2 separate regions of the Capra hircus genome follow, and region 2 is linked to region 1. The links are chromatin contacts, called in public Hi-C maps. All regions are on one chromosome and are shown on one strand. Each heading gives the region's core, a stretch centred on a gene start, on an enhancer-like site or on the middle of the called end of the contact. The rest is flanking DNA. Distances are from core to core; before and after follow the strand shown.

Region 1 (7,891 bases), core at 1,422-3,921:
TGTCTCCATCTGCACCTACAAGCAGCTTCACTAACTGGTTCCTGGGCTGGGCAGAGGCAGGATCCTGCTCCCCAGGGGCCCCCTTAATTCTCAGGTGGCTCTCTGTCATCACCCTGCAGGAGTAGGGACCCTGAGCCCCTGGTCATCTGGAGAAGTGGATCAAGGATTGGGCGGTGAGGTGGCCTCCCCAGTCTAGGACCCCTGGAGCATAGGCCCCCTCGGGAGATGGTCCCTGCAGCCCTCAGGGTGTCTGTAGAGGGGCTGCATTTCCCTCCAAGGTCCCTAATGCTGGTAGTTCAGATGTAGACTCCCACACCCTGCCCACCTCCATGATCCTGGTTATCCTTGAGGTCCTGTCCTGTGAACAGAGCTCCCACCAGCCCTGTATTCAGCTGTCAATCCTGGGCCACCGACTGGAGGCCGGTGGGGGCTGAGTCTGGAGCTCTCCTCACCTCCCACAGGCCCAGCCCACCCCAACCCTCCCTGCCTAAGGTCTCACAGGTGCTGTCCACTCTCTTGTCCGGCCCGACAGAGTCAACATGTGAGGGTCCCCGCAGATTTCAGTGTAAGAGTGGCGAGTGCGTGGACGGCAGGAAAGTGTGTGATGCTCAGAGGGACTGCCGGGACTGGTCGGATGAGCCTCTGAAAGAGTGTGGTACAGTACCTGTCTCCGTCCGGCTGCTGGACCAACCCCCCGTGACACCCCCTCCCGGCCCTCAGGCCATAGCCCTCACCCGCCCCTCTGCACATGTGCTGTCCCGTGGTCTCAGAAGGGGCTCTTTGCCTTTGGGGCCTCTTGTTCTGTGTTTCTGCAAATCTAAGGGCCTTTCCTTTCCAAATGCTCAAAATTGTGCTTCCTCTCGTAAACACAGCCTCTCTTCAGTTGTTTCAGATTCAGACCTCTGAGTGTGTGCTCACTTGGGAACTTTCTCTCTTTCTCATTGTTTCTGCCCTGCTGTCCTAGCCAGGGCCCTGGCCTCTGAGGCCTTCCAGCCCCCACAGCAGGGGACCCTGCAGTGGAAGAGGTGGGGAACAGCCAGCGGGTGGCCAGACGAGGCACAGATGAAGGTCACTGGGCTCAAGCCAGGCCTGGGTAAGGATAGGGCAGACCCAGCAGCAGAGGGTGGCACCGTCCTGTGCCCTGAGGAACTTTCTGGGAGACCAGACTCACAGGCTGGACCCAAGCAAGGAATGCAAGGAGGTGGCTGCCCTGACAGCCAGAGCTGTCGGGCCCGGTTCCCAGCTAAAAGGAGCAGGAGAGTCTGGATTGCAGGTGGGCGGACATCACCAAGAGCTTGTGGGAAACTCAGGGTGGGCTCTAGGAAGGTTCATTTCTGAGGTCAGCAGCTTGGACAGAGAACACCTGAGTGGACAGAGCCTAGGTCAGATCCTCCCTCCCCTGCCTTCTTGGCAGGCCCGTTTCCACCCAGCACCCTCCCTCCTGGGTCTTCAGAGCAGATCATTCCCTTGAGCTTCCTGAAACAGCACACTTTTGCCCCTGTTGAGAATTGGGAAATTGATTTCGGAGAGGAAGAGAAGCTGGGAGAAGGTCACTGGGCCTTCGTCTGAGCTTGCAGGTGACAGACTCCCCCCAGCCTCTGCCCTGAAAAGTCCCAGAAGAAGGAAGTCATGGAAAAGAGGATAGGGCGGCAGGAACATCCGAGCCTAGGCGCCCTACCGGAGACTACTAACCTGCTGAACCCTCTTCTCTCTTGTCTTTTGCATGACACTCCAAAGAGACGTATGTACGCATGTGTTTGTGTCTCTGTGCTGGTGAGAGACCAGTGTCTGTATCCGTGACTCCTCCTCGGAGGAAGGCAAGGGAGTTGCGTCACGTGTCTCTGTGTGGCTGCCTGTCTGTGAGAATGCGCCTGCGCATGTGAGCTGGCGTGTGTGCATGCAGGCGTGCACCGGTGCTGGGGCACTGCCCCTTCCTTCCGCGGGGACCCCAAATGCCCCTCGGGCCTCTCTGGACCACTTTCCCTCCCTCCCCCCACTGCAGGCCCCCCGCAGACTCACCTCCAGGGTAGACCAAACTGGGAAGGCCCAGAGACTCCCCTCTTCTGCCTCCCTGCTGGCTCTCCAGGGCTGAGGGACCCTCTACCCGTTCTCTGACCCTGACTCACCCCAACCCTGGAGGCCTCTGTGCCTTTGTCTTTCATGGAAGCCTAAGTCACGTGGCACTCTCCCCTTCCCCCATCAGAGCCATCTGGCACCTCCCGCTCCACCCAGTGCTCAGTAAATACAGTGGTTGAACTGCAGCTCCTGCAGAAGGAGAGGGAGGAAGTGAGTGATGGTGACTGAGGCCATGAGTGAGCAGGTGAACAAGTGATGGACGGCGCTGAGGCAGTAGTATGCAGTGTGCTATGGGAGAGGTCAGGGAGGGCTGGGAGTGACGGGGAGATTCCTGGAGGTGGTGCCCTCCAGAAACCAGCCCACCCCAAGGGGCTGGGGCTTCCCAGTGGTGGGCCTGGCCAAGTCACCCCCAGCCCACCAGTCATGGGGTTGCCGTGGTCTTGTTCTTTCAGTTCTGCCAACATCCCAGAGAAACAGAAGGCGGCCCAGGGGTAAAGGGGAACATTCCCCCAGCATGGCTCAGGCTGGAGGGGGGGGGCACCCACAGCTATGCATGGCCTGGGGTGGGAAGCTCAGACCGGCTGTGTGCATGGCCCTGGCTGGCTCGGCACAGCTCTGCTTGGCTTGGCTGAAGTGGTGGGGCAGGGGTCTAATGGGCAGAGGGTGGCACGGCACCTTCCCCTGGCTTGAAGAGTTAACCTTCTGTGATTCTAAAGCCCAGAAGATGCTGTGAGAACTTGGTGAGCCTTGGTCCTGGCCTCTCTGACCTCCACTAGGACCCTGCCAGACATGGTGAGGGTGTGGAGGATGGGGGAACCAGATCCCTTCATCCCTTGCAGCAGTCGGTAATCTTGGGACCAGACTTGTGACCAAGTGTAGGAATAGGGACAGGTGCTGAGAGGGGAGGAGGGGGAAAAAGTCCACCATAGTTCGCAGTGGGAGAGAACTGATTTAGCAACAGTGCCATGGAGATAGAGGCCTGGCAGTCTTAAATAACCACAAGCTCAGTAGAGGGCAGCCCTTGTAGTTCAGACCCCTCTGGGTGGCAGACTAGCTCTGGGCCCCGTCCAGAGAGGGGCATGGACAGATGGAGTGCATCCAGAGAAAGACATGTGAAAGGCAGGGGACCAGGAATCAGTGCTTTAAGGAAATGCTGAGGGAGCCATTGGACTCTGGCCAACCCTGCGTGGCACCAGCTGCCTCGGGGGGAAGTGGGCTTCCTGAGACTGGAGGTGGTTAAGCAAGGGCATTTCACGGGGGATTCTTAAGGTACTTGAGGGTTGGACATGGCACATGCTTACTGAGGTCATGAGGAAGGAGACATAAGAAATGTGTTTGTGAAAGGAAAGACCTTAGGCAGCCTGGCTGCTTCCAGGCTGGTGATGGACAGAGTCCTGGCCTGGGAGGCAAAGGACCCGAGTTCTGGTTCCACCCTGTCCTGTCTGTGTGTCTGGCCTTAAGCAAGGACCCTCTGTGAGCCTCCTCTTGCCCAGTCACCTGGCTAACGAGGCTGAGGCTCGATGAGGCTCTGGGGGAGGCTGAGGCTGTCCTGAGTCTCTGCTTCAGCTCCAGGCCCATCCGTGTCCCTCCCCCACCCCAGTCTCAATTCCTGGACCCTCAGGAGCCCATGTCCCTCCCCAGGCCTGAACGAGTGTCTGCATAACAATGGCGGCTGTTCCCACATCTGTACCGACCTTAAGATTGGCTTTGAGTGCACGTGCCCTGCAGGCTACCAGCTCCTGGACCAGAAGACCTGTGGTGGTGAGCACCCCCACCCCAGCCCCTCAAGCAGAGGCAGCTCCTCCTGCTGGTTCTGACCTCTGCTCCTCCCCACAGACATCGATGAGTGCGAGGACCCAGATGCCTGCAGCCAGATCTGTGTCAATTACAAGGGCTACTTTAAATGCGAGTGCCACCCTGGCTACGAGATGGACACACTGACCAAGAACTGCAAGGCCGTTGGTCAGTATGGACACTACAAGGTGGGGGGCAGGGGAGCAACTCTGAGGGAGTCCAGGAAGCAGCGTGCTTGACATGCGAGGAGTGAGTGTGCACACACACCCCCTCACACACTCAGATAGGAAGTTGCCATATATAGCACACACACAGTGCAACCGTGCACACAACACTGACCCTGCACAGAGCCACCCAGAGACTGCACTCACATGGCAGATCTAAGCTGGACCATGCCGGCCACACATGGCATAGGCAACCCACACAAAGAGCTGTGTGCAGACCTGACGTTGATCTTCAGGTCAGCCGATAGAATTCACTTGTTTTATTCATTTGTTTACACTGAACACCTAACATTGTTGTAGACACTAGAGACTCAACAGTAAGCAAAGCAGATTCAAATCTCTGTCCTTATAGGATTTACACTCTAGTGGGTGAGACAGGAAATCAAAACATGAAATAAAGTTCAGTGCATGGCAGACAGTGATTAGGGTTCAGGAGAAATATAAATAGAGCAGTCCAAGGGGGCAGTGGCTTACGGTTTTAGAGTGGTCAAGAAAGCCCTTACTGAGAGGGTGACATTTGCATAAAGACCTGAAGGAGGAGAAGGGGTGAGCCATGCGTGACCTGCAGGAACCAAAGATAGCAGCATGCCTGCTGTGCTGAGATAACGAAGAGGAAGCCAGTGCAGCTGGAGCGAAGCGAGTAGGAGGAGATGAAGCCCACAAGGTGACTTGGGGCGATCATAAAGGCCTTCTTGACTATTGTAAAGGGCTGACTCTCACCATCAGTCAGGGGGAAGGAAGCTTTGGTCGATTCAGAGTAAAGGGACAGGGTGCCTTCCAATTTAACCAGCTCCCTCTAGCGGCTGTGTGGAGAACAGACTGTCAGGGGCAGGGGAGGAAGCTGGGTAACTGCTGCAGAGGTCCTTGCAGTCAGCCCGGAGAGAAGGGATGGTGGATTAAACCAGGGTGTTGCATGGAGATAATGAAAAGTAGACAATGTGAATATATTTTCAAGGTCAGGATTTATTTTGAAGCAACAGGATTTTCTTATGAATTGAATGTAGGATGTGAAACTGAAAAAAGGAGTCAAAGATGACCATGAGGTTTTTAACCAAATGAAAAAATGGGATTGCTATTTAAGGCATTGGGAAAGATGGTAAAAGCGGGTTTGGGAGAATATTGGATTAATTTGGACATGTTAAATTTAACAAAACTGTTTAGACATCTCAGTGGAAGTATTGTGTAGGCTGTTAGATATATGAACCTGGAATTCAGATGCACAAAAGCAGCTACAATAATTGATATATAGCCGGCAAACCTGAAACACACAGCACCCAAACTGTACGATGTACAGCACATACATTAGCACATCACATGTAGCTTGCAACCAGTTCCTTCCCCACCTAGGACAGGTGTGACGTGTAACAGAGACTATATACTTGCAGTGGAGACAACACACAATGGCCCACGTATATACAACCCCCACATATCAATATCTAAAGTGCAGTTCCACAAAAACTCCAGTCGTAAACAAACAGGGCACCTGTCACAGTCACAACTCTTGGTAAAAATCAGTTCAAGATACCCTTTAACCCAGCTCCTGCCCTCGGGAAGATAAGGTGTCTTTGCTTTCATTTCCAGGCGAGGGAATCCCTTGTGGCTCAGCTGGTAAAGAATCTGCCTGCAATGTGGGAGACCTGGGTTCGATCCCTGGGTTGGGAAGATCCCCTGGAGAAGGGAAAGGCTACCCACTCCAGTATTCTGGCCTGGAGAATTCCATGGGTCATATAGTCCATGGGGTTGCAAAGAGTCGGACACGACTGAGCGACTTTCACTCTCCAGGCAAGGAAAATCACAGATTGTCAATGGCAGAGTTGGCCTTGAACCCAGCCTTTCTCCTTTCTCCTTGCACATGGAGCTGTATTTTTCCATGTTCTCTGTCCCATACCCTCCCTGTCACCCCCACCCTGCTCTGAAATGATCTCTATCACTACACACAGGTCACACCCTCAGCCCCAGGCCCCACATGGCTCTGTGCTGGTCCCTCCCAACCCCCAAGGAGCACATTACCCTGGCAGAGATGTGCAGTGACAGGGACCAGGGGCCGTGCAGAAGTGTCAGCTGGAAAACAAGACTGGGAGAAGGCCCAGGCAGCTCCAGAGATAGGTGTTGCCGCTCAGACAGTGCATATACCTGAGACTGCCCCGTTACATCTGAAAACAGGCTGGAAGAGTGGCAGCCTGTGCCAAGTTCTAGACCCTTCTAGGCCTGGGGGACAGTGACCTTCCTCATGGAGTAGCCAGGAGTGTTAAACCTTTGATGTTCTTCCCAAAATCTAATCCTAAGTCTGAAAATGAGTTTGTATATACACCAGTTGTGTGTTGTCCCTTTGCATGTGAATAATTTGTATCATATTATACATATCCTGCCCCAGCTACTGGCTCAGAATAAAGTGCAAATCCAGATCACAGGATCCTTTGTGATTGGGTCCCTGCCGGCATCCGCAGATTCATTTCTTGCCGTGTCCCCAAACACACTGTGTAAATTGAAGACTCACAGTGACCTCCTTGAATCTCCTCCATTGAGCCTCACCACCAGCCCTGAGGTCTGTGCTCCATCCTGCAGCCTCAGCCATCTTTGTAAATCATGTAACATTCCTGTTGCCCCTTCTTGAATGTTGCAGTGGGGCCCAAGCAGAGGAAGAGGCAGCTGTTGGGGAGAAGTGCACTGTAGGTGGAAGGACAGCTTGAGCAAAGGCCCTGAGGCAGCAAAGCTCTGCTGTGGGGAGATGATGACAGATAGCCTAGTGGCTGGGACCAAGGTGTTAGGGGGGTGAGTGATGAGGCTGAACAGGGAGCTGGAGTCACTGCAGAAAGCCTCCCATACAGGCCAGAGGAAATGGAGTCATCGCAGATTTGGGGGAGTTTGTGTCTAATAAAAAAATCCCTCTTGTTATGTGTGGTGCTTTGCATCTTATGCTTTTTGTACCCATTATCTCACTTCTCTAACTTGTGAGGTAGGAGTTGCCACCACTTTTTACAGGAAATGAGGCGTCCCGCAGCAAACCGGTGGCAGAGCCTTGGTCTCTAGACCCCCCACCCGTTGCGCTGACCCTTGCCCTCTCAACCCCCCCTGCATGGCAGCTGGTAGAAGCCCATCCCTGATCTTCACCAACCGGCACGAAGTGCGGAGGATAGACCTGGTAAAGCGGGACTACTCGCGGCTCATCCCCATGCTCAAGAACGTCGTGGCGCTGGACGTTGAAGTTGCCACCAATCGCATCTACTGGTGCGACCTCTCCTACCGCAAGATCTACAGGTGAGCAGAGGCCTGGCTCCTGCAGCCAAGGCGTGGAGAGGGACTGACAAAGGCGGGGGGGACGGGTGGCCTCTGCACCCCTCTGCCCCTAGGTTCCCCCAGGACAGAGCTGGGGCTTAGGAGGGGATGCAGGAGCGCAGAGCACATGGAACTGCCGGGACTTCCCCACCTGCTGGGCCAGCGGAGTCTGAGGGCTTTGTTGGGAGAGCCCACACATGGGGGCTTTGACTGACCTCTGGAGGCCCAGTCGGGCGGTGCAAGGCATAGGAAGGTGCCTGGGGCTTTGGCGGGGACTTTCAGAGCCGCTCACATACATGTGTGTTGGATGCTCAGGACTGAAAGATGACTCAGACCTGGTCCTGCATGGAGCATCCCACTCAGAACACGGTGATATCCTTTGTGATGATCATGAAGGAAAAGTGTAGAGGACACCTCCGACCCGGTCTGGGGGCTGCACTATGCCCAGACCAGCCCTTCACATCACAGTCTCTTGGCTCTGGCTCCCAGGAAGGCTCCTCACACACACAAGAAGTTCTCTC
Region 2 (7,891 bases), core at 2,240-4,739, 120 kb before region 1:
GAAAGCAGTTTCAAAGGGGCACGAGGACGCCTGTGGTGGTGATGGATAAATTCACTCTCGAGATCGTTTCTCAGAGGGTATGCATGTGCCCAAACACCAAGTTGCATACAAAAAACAATCAAAGAAGATTCTACGTTTAAGAAATCTAGACCAGTGTACAAGGCACGGTGCCGAGTGTCGAGACACAAAATGTAAAGGCACAGAGCGGAGGGGCAGACACCATCATTCCCCGCAGGTCTGTTCAGTGGGTCCTGGAGTCCAGAGTTTCCCCGAGTTCCCACCCTACGCCTGAGCATGGTGGTAACTTGGTGACTTGTGTTGGACCTTGGGCCTGTTTTCTGCAAAATGAGGATAATAACTGTGAAATGGATGGTCACACCCACAACTTGATGCTGTGAGGGTGGGAGGTAAAAAGAGCACGGGGTTCGTACAGAGTAGAGCCTGCATAGCTGGTAGCAATGAGAAAAGGATTATTGCTCACACTTTCCCCAGGAGCCTTCTGTGTGGCGAGTATTACCTGGCAACCGGGATGCTGTGGGGTATGACATGGTTCCCGGAAGTGCGTTTGTGCAGGAAAAAAAGAGACGTACACTGGGCACAGAGATGGGCCCGCCTCAGACCTCAGCACCCCGATTTTTCCAGGTCTCTTTTATTCATGAGTCCAGATGGAGATCCACCCTCACCAGCTTCCCAGAAACTGTTTTGGGATCCCCCAAGAGAGGGAGGTCTTTTCTCACAAGCAAACAAATTTTAACTGTTTGAAAAGTGTTCTAAACATGCGTTTTAAGAGCAGGAGGTAAAATAAACACAATATAATTAAACATAATTGGAAAGGAAATTCAACTATGCTCGATAAGAAAGGAAGTTAGTACTGATCCAGAGCAAAGACAACCATGACATTGAGGGGTTAAAACATCAAAAACGTTTTGTTAGTTGGGTTTTCGGCTTTTAGAATACATACCGAAGTCCTTTTAATTTTGAAGGGTGTGAGTCCATCATCAAACCCACCATCCCCAGTGGAGGGAGAGACTAGCCGTATGGTGCGGGGAGGCTGGTCAGAGGCTGCACCGGGGCAGCGACAGATAGAGGGATAGCTGCATTGTGGCCGGTGGCCAGTCCTCCAGCCTTGCACAGCAGGCCAGGTGTAGGTAGCCGCATGATGGGGCAGGCCTTGTCTTGGAAGGACAAACCCCTCACCACCGCCGCCGCCACCATCATCACCACCACTGCCGCAAGCTTGTACTGAGTGCTTGCCTTGTCTGAGGCAACATTTGAAACACTGCACATTTTATGACTATCTTATTGAATACTCACAGAAGTCCTATGAAGGTTAGTGTTAGGATTTTCCCTATTTTACAGATGAGAAAACTGAGGCAGAAAGAGGTTAAGTCGCTTGCTCACAGTCTTGCATGCACGGTCAAGGAGAGGAGAGAGAGTTGAGATGCCAGCAAGAGAATTAATAGAGGAGTATTCTTGTTAATGGGGCTTCCCAGGTGGCGCTAGTGGTAAAGAACCTGCCTGCCAATGCAGGCAGACCTGAGAGACTCAGGTTCGATCCCTGGGTCGGGAAGATTCCCCTGGAGGTGGGCACGGCAACCCACTCCAGTATTCTTGCCTGGAGAATCCCATGGACAGAGGAGTCTGGCAGGCTGCAGTCCATAGGGTGTCACAGAGTGGACACGGCTGGAGCAACTTGGCACACACACAGTCTTGTTAATGCACCAGTCATCTAAACTTTGGCTTTTCAGAGTATTGACTCCCTAATCCCTAAAGGGATATGGGCCAAGGGACACCAAATTGATGTGTGGGTGGGGGTGCCTGTTATCACCATTTTAATGATGTTCAGAAAAAAGGAGTAAGGGCAGGGCCAAGCAGGAGGTATGGGGTGATGCCTCTGTTTTTCTGCTCAAAGGACATTTGCGTGACCTCACATTTTACAAATGCAGAGACTGAGTCTAGAGGAGCTAAATGACTTGGCCAGGGTCCCTCAGTGAATATATACTGGGACCTGAACTGGGTCTTTATGGTGCTAGCTTCGCTACAACTAAGAACTGTGAGTCCCCTCCTACTCAGGCCCCCAGAACTTAGGCCCTGAGAAGCCAGGTCTCCTGTTGAGGACACAGCTGGCCCAAGCCAGGGCTCTGCATCTCTCTCTCTCTGTCTCTCTCATTTTGACTCTTCATCTCATCCACATGGTCCCGACTCCCCCAGGGCCACACGTTATCACTGTGGGTGGAGGGGCTTTCCCACCAAGGCCACCCCCGCCAGAGAAAGAAGCGGACCCATGCAACTGCTGCTCATTGGGACAAGCAGGGGTCCTCACATGTTGGCTGTCCCAGCTGACGCCCCACTTTCTCTGCCCCGCTCAGGAGGAGCAGGCATAATCCAGGAGAGCGGAGGCCGCTTTTTCATAACCTTTAATACCTGCCTGCTGAAAAAAAGAACATCCACACAGAGAAAATTAAATGAATGTGCTGCTCAAAAGACTTCAGTTGGGGAAAGCTCTTCATCAGATCTGGGAATGCAGCCAGGAAAAAAAATCATTGCCCCAGCCCCGCTGGGAATGGCGACAATGACCTGGTTAGAGAAGCTCTTAGGAGTGGGGGCCTGTCCTGACCGTCCCCTTTGGAAGGGGCCCTGCCACCCCTTCTCTCCCAGAACCACATCCACACAGTGCTTTAAGACCTTTAATTATTCTTCCTTAAGAGGGAAGGAGGTTGGGTGGTCCTTCAAATGGGGCTTGGGTTGAACTAACACATCTTCATCACAGAATACAACTCAGCATAAAAAGTAGTGACCCATCAACACACGCAACAACAGTGATGAATCTCAAAAACAACGTCTGAAAGAAGCCAATATCAGGACACACACTGTATGATTTCATTTCTATGATACTCTGGAAAAGGAAAAGCTATAAGGAGAGAGTCAGGGGAACTAGTGTGGCCAGGGCTGGGAGTGGAGGGCATGAACCACAAAGGGTCACCAGGGAACTTTAGGGGAGAACGGAAATGCCCTGTTTCTTACGGGGTGGTAGCTACACTTTATCAGAATTTCTCAGACTATGTCAAATAGATAAGCTGTATTGTTTGTGAATTATACCTCTACACAGCTGATCACTGAAAAAAAAAAATTAGTGAATGAATGAGTGAGTGAATGAGGGTAGCAGCCACCGGCTGTTGCTGGGTCCCAATCACTGCCTTCGTGCAGGCGGGCGGGGTCCCTTCAGTGTCTTTGGGGAGGGGCCGCTCTCTAGGGAGCCCTCCCCATGCTCCACAGCCACTGGTACTCACCGTGTGATTGAATGAGTCTAGAGACAGTTCCCCCAGGAGGGGCATCTCTGACTACAGCTCTCACAGATAAGGCAAGTGGCAGGTCCCTGGCTTCTGCCCAGCAGGTCCCTGGCTCCTGCCCAGCAGGTTGCCAGCTAGATGTTGTCCTGGCTAGGTTCCTGAGGACAGCCTGCTTCCTTTCCCCCACCCCACGCTGAGCCTGTCCTGGACGCCAGGCCCTTCCCTGGAGGGGCTCAGACTCGGATGGGGCTGGCAGGGCCAGCTGCACACAGTTATGTCAGGCTGGACAGAGGGAATCCCCAGCTGCGGGAGCCAAGGATGGACTGGCCCTGACAGAAGGTGAGAGGGGCTTCCTGGTAGAGACGACATTCAGGCTAAGCGGGGCCACGGCTGAGAAGCGGGGAGGAAGGAAGAGTCCAGGGGACCACCCTGAGTCAGGGCAGGCAGGAGGCAGCTCAGCATGGTGTAGGGAGGCTCAGAGCAGGCAGTGACCAGTTCTTCCTGGAGAATAAGGCGTGAGGCCACCCGCGAGGGCCCTCCCAGGTCTTGAAGGCTTAGGAGCCTCCTGGACTTTGGACTCTCCTAAGGCAATGAACGGCCAGGCCCCAGGAGAGCAACATAATCAGACGTCCACTGTACAGAGAAGTCCCCGTGACAGGTGACTTATCAATACATGAGCCACACCAACACATTCAGGGTGTATGTGGCTCTTACAGCTTCCCAGGTGGTAAAGAACCCGCCTGCCATTGCAGGAGACATAAGAGACTCGGGTTTGATCCCTGGGTCAGGCAGATCCCCTGGAAGAGGGCGTGGCAACCCACTCCAGTATTCTTGCCTGGAGAATCCCATGGACAGGGGAGCCTGATGGGCTCCAGTCCATAGAGTCACAAAGAGTCGGACACGACTGAAGCGACTTGGTACACACGTGTGCCCGTGGCTCTTACAGCGTGCTTGTGTGAGCACTGTCTTGAGCAACAGCTACAGAAGCGCTTTGTGAACTATGTGCAGCCCTGCTGCCCACCTCAGACAACACCCCGCAGCCGTGAGTGTGTGCAGACCCTGCCTCGCAGGTGAGCAGACGATGAAGAGACTCCCAGTCATCCTGTGGCAGGTCCAGGCTGGAGCCACTCTGCCTGCTGAAGAGGGAGAGGAGAAAATGCCAGTCACAGGTTTCTGGGGTACTGCCTGCCCACACCCAGGACTTCCTCGCGGGCCTGGAAGGCCTCGGGACTGAAGAACAGAGCAGTTCTCCATCTGCCCTCCTGAGCCTCTGTCCACACAGCGGAAGCCCGAGCTTAGCTGGACGGCATTCATAATGACGGCCAGGAGGGGGCGCCCCAGGACAGATGACTTTGGACTCGACCACAGGATCACCCAGGAATTATATTCTGCATAGACTCAAAATTAGTGTTTATGCTCTTCCTCTTCCCCCTAAAATCTAGATGGTGAAATGTCTTCAGAAAATCGTGTTCAGACAAGCCCTTCTGCACCTGAAACCCTAGACCAAGCCTAGTCTTTTGGAGTAAGGGATCCTTGAAAAGACCCCACCAGGAGAAGCTTTTTCATTGAGGAAGGGGGATAGACAATCTCAGGGTTAGGGCTGGGGCAGGGGGTGATTGGAAGAGGTTCCCAGAGCAATCACCAGAGCCATTTCTTAGAGCCCAGTCAACCATCACTCCCAGGGGCTCTTCACGCCAGTAGGAGTATCAGAATCTTGGAGCCCTACTCTCAGGACACCTGCAGTGGCAGTTCGGGCTCTGGTCAAGGGTTCAGGTCAAGTTCATCCTAAAGTCAGTTCCGAGGTTATCCCAGAACCACCCCGTGGGGGCGGAGGGTACTGTGGGGCTGGGGGGAGACCTGCTTCGGTTATTTTAGGGTGAAAGCAGGCAGCCTTGCTCAGGAGCACGCAGTGCACTGTGCAGATAAGCATCATATGACCAGAGTTCAGCACTGTGATTAAATACCACATACACAGAGTGAATCCCACACCTACTCAAAGACACGTGTGAAGGCGATTGTATAGGGGGATAATCGGGCAGAAATAGAAAATGTGTTATGTAAATGACTATAATTAACACTGTTTTTGCTCAGCAAACCTTTTTATGATTTCCTGTCCTTTGCTAGGCTTTCCTGTCTAAAGCAGGGTTGACATCAACTTCACATCCTTCTTACCCACCCTGACAGAGACATGGATTTTCCTGGAGGAACTTTCCTTCCCTTACTTGCAGTCTATTTGGTTTAGATAGTGTTCAGCTGCATGTCTGACCTCAAGGGTGAGCTTGTGACCCACACATGCTCAGAACACTGCACACACCTGTGCCCCGGTGACTAGCTTAGGGATGGGTGTGGGGCCCATGACAGTCAGTGGACTCTGTTATGTCTGTAGGGAAGAAAGGAATCTCTTTCTTCTAGGCCTGATGAAGTGAGAAAAGTGAGGTCATCCTAAACCGTATACTGGTTAATGAAAATAAACAAAGCAGAGAGACTGGGTCCTATTGACATCATTCAGTCTCCAGGATTCAGCTAGGCCTGAAGCCACAGCTGAACTTTTTAGTTATATGAGCCAAGAAATTCTTTTTTTTTTTTTTTGCTCATGCCAATTTGAGTTAGCTTTAGGTCACTTGCAATTAAAAATCTCCTCTCTGCTACACATTAGGGAAGTTTAAGGCCAAAGGAATGTAGGTGGGGAATGGGAGGGAACAAGTCAGATATAAGAGCCTGAAGTTGTATAGGTAATAGGAAGAGAGAAGTGGACAGATCCAAGAAGAACTTAGCAGGCTTCTCCTATGGGACTCCCTAAGTGGACTGGATTTGTTGGGAGAGGGAGAAAGAGGAGTGAGGATGAGCCAGGGGGCCAGGATCATGCCGTTCACCGAGGCAGAGAGAACCAGGAGGAAGAGAGGTTACACACAAAGACATCAGGTTCCTACTTTGCAAACGTTTGGTTTGGGTGCCTACGGCATCCAGCACTTGTCCAGTGGCTCCTGGCCATGTGGTTCTGAGCAGGTACCGAGGTAGTCAGCGGGAGGAGCGTCTGGGAGCCCTGAGAGGGGAGCCATTGCCTAAAGAGGGGGAGAGGAGGACAGGGCAGCCGGGGCCAGGCGCCAAGGGGCACCCACAGCAAGGAAGGATGAAATGACGGAGACAGTGAGGAAACGGTTAGGAGACGACAACTCCAGAGGGCCCCGCCAGAGTCCTTGCCAGTCCCCTCATTAGCCTGGCTGCCGTCAGCCCGTCTAGGGCAGGAACCATGTCTGATTCAGTCCCTGGCGTGTCCTCATGAACTGTGTCTGATTCAGTCCCCAGTGTATCCCCAGCACCAGCCTATGCTTGGCATGTGATGGGAGGTCAGTATCCCCATCACACTTGCAGGATGAATGAATAAATGAAAAAGGAAAAAACAGAAGGGCTGATGACTATAGTGAGGAATTGCATCCAACTTCTTACCAAAAAAAAAAAAAAAATCAGATCGGGACATTAGGACACCAGGTTGTCTTGTTCCTTGGGGTGGGCACTTTGTCTGGCACCTCTGAGAGGGCCTCTAATTTCAGGGCCAGAGTCCTCTCCACTCCCCTTCTCTCCCTTATGCTGTCTCAAGTCCCAGCCAGGAAGGAGCTGGCACGGAATCAGGCCACTGGCTTTCCTTTTCTTTTTCAAGAACCTTGGTCTTCCCTTACCATAGATGCCCCTCGGCGCCTGGCACTGGCTCCCCTGTTCTCTTATCCCCATCCCTGGCCGACAGCTCTATTTTCAAGGAGCCCAGATGCTCCTTCTGTGACTACCACAGTGCCTGCTCAGACCCACACGGCCAGCATCCCACTGGATGAGTGCCCGAATGCCACAGGCAGCTAAACCACACTTTTCCAAAGCTGGAAGCCGGTGTCTGCACACACCCTCTCTTTCTCTTTATGCTCTCTGCCTTGGGGAACAGCGTGACTCTGACTCCCTGGCTCATCCTCAGTCCTCTCTCTTTGTCCCCTTCCCACCACCACCATGCCAATCCAATTTTTCGTCCAGTGTGCCTTTGAGGCCGTCTGCTAAGTTCTCAGATCTGTCCACTTTGTTCTTCCTCAGTCCTTTCCAACTCCAAGCCCTTGAATCTGGCTAATTTTTCACCCATTTACCTTGGCTCCCAAGCTTCTCTGATAAAACTGCAGGTAGGAGTGGGACTAGGCTTGTCCCTGTCCCTGAACCCCTAGACCACAGGGTCTGCTAGTGTTACTCTAAAGATGACTGGAGTCACCTTTCCTCTCTCCTTGTCCACCCCCGCCTGGGTTCCAGACACTGCCCTGCCCAAACAAGATTAAGTGACTCCAAACACGCTGGAGAGTATTTGGAGTGCCGCAATAAAGGTCTTAGATGGAGAAAGGGAGCAGACAGTCTTCTAATCACCAGGAGCTAGTGAGTCAAATTGACGGTATTGCCTGGGAGCTGACATAATGGAACTCCTAGCAGGTGTGATGTCTTCTAATTTGAAACTCCAATACTTTGGCCACCTGATGTGAAGAAGTGACTCATTTGAAAAGACCCTGATGCTGGGAATGATTGAAGGTGGGAGGAGAAGGGGAAGACAGAGGATGAGATGGTTGGATGACATCATT

Evidence for each region. Hi-C and Micro-C count contacts between places; a contact is called where the count stands out from the background.
Region 2: a Hi-C map of liver shows a contact between it and region 1, with 6 times the contacts expected there. The contact joins two enhancer-like sites. A contact is called at or near these places in 3 of 5 Hi-C or Micro-C datasets (blood and liver).

The regions. Positions count from the first base shown.
Region 1 is chr3:27,844,076-27,851,966 of ARS1.2, reverse strand. LRP8 (low-density lipoprotein receptor-related protein 8) reads left to right here. Exons shown (of 18, transcript XM_018044342.1): 6 at 3,718-3,837; 7 at 3,913-4,038; 8 at 7,178-7,352. Among named protein-coding and RNA genes, the nearest start is that of MAGOH, 32 kb to the right of the region's middle. Within about 2 kb of position 2,671, at least 1 of the 5 cell types and tissues checked has an H3K27ac peak or open chromatin away from gene starts, as enhancers often do.
Region 2 is chr3:27,969,724-27,977,614 of ARS1.2, reverse strand. No RefSeq gene overlaps it. Among named protein-coding and RNA genes, the nearest start is that of DMRTB1, 47 kb to the left of the region's middle. Within about 2 kb of position 3,489, at least 1 of the 5 cell types and tissues checked has an H3K27ac peak or open chromatin away from gene starts, as enhancers often do.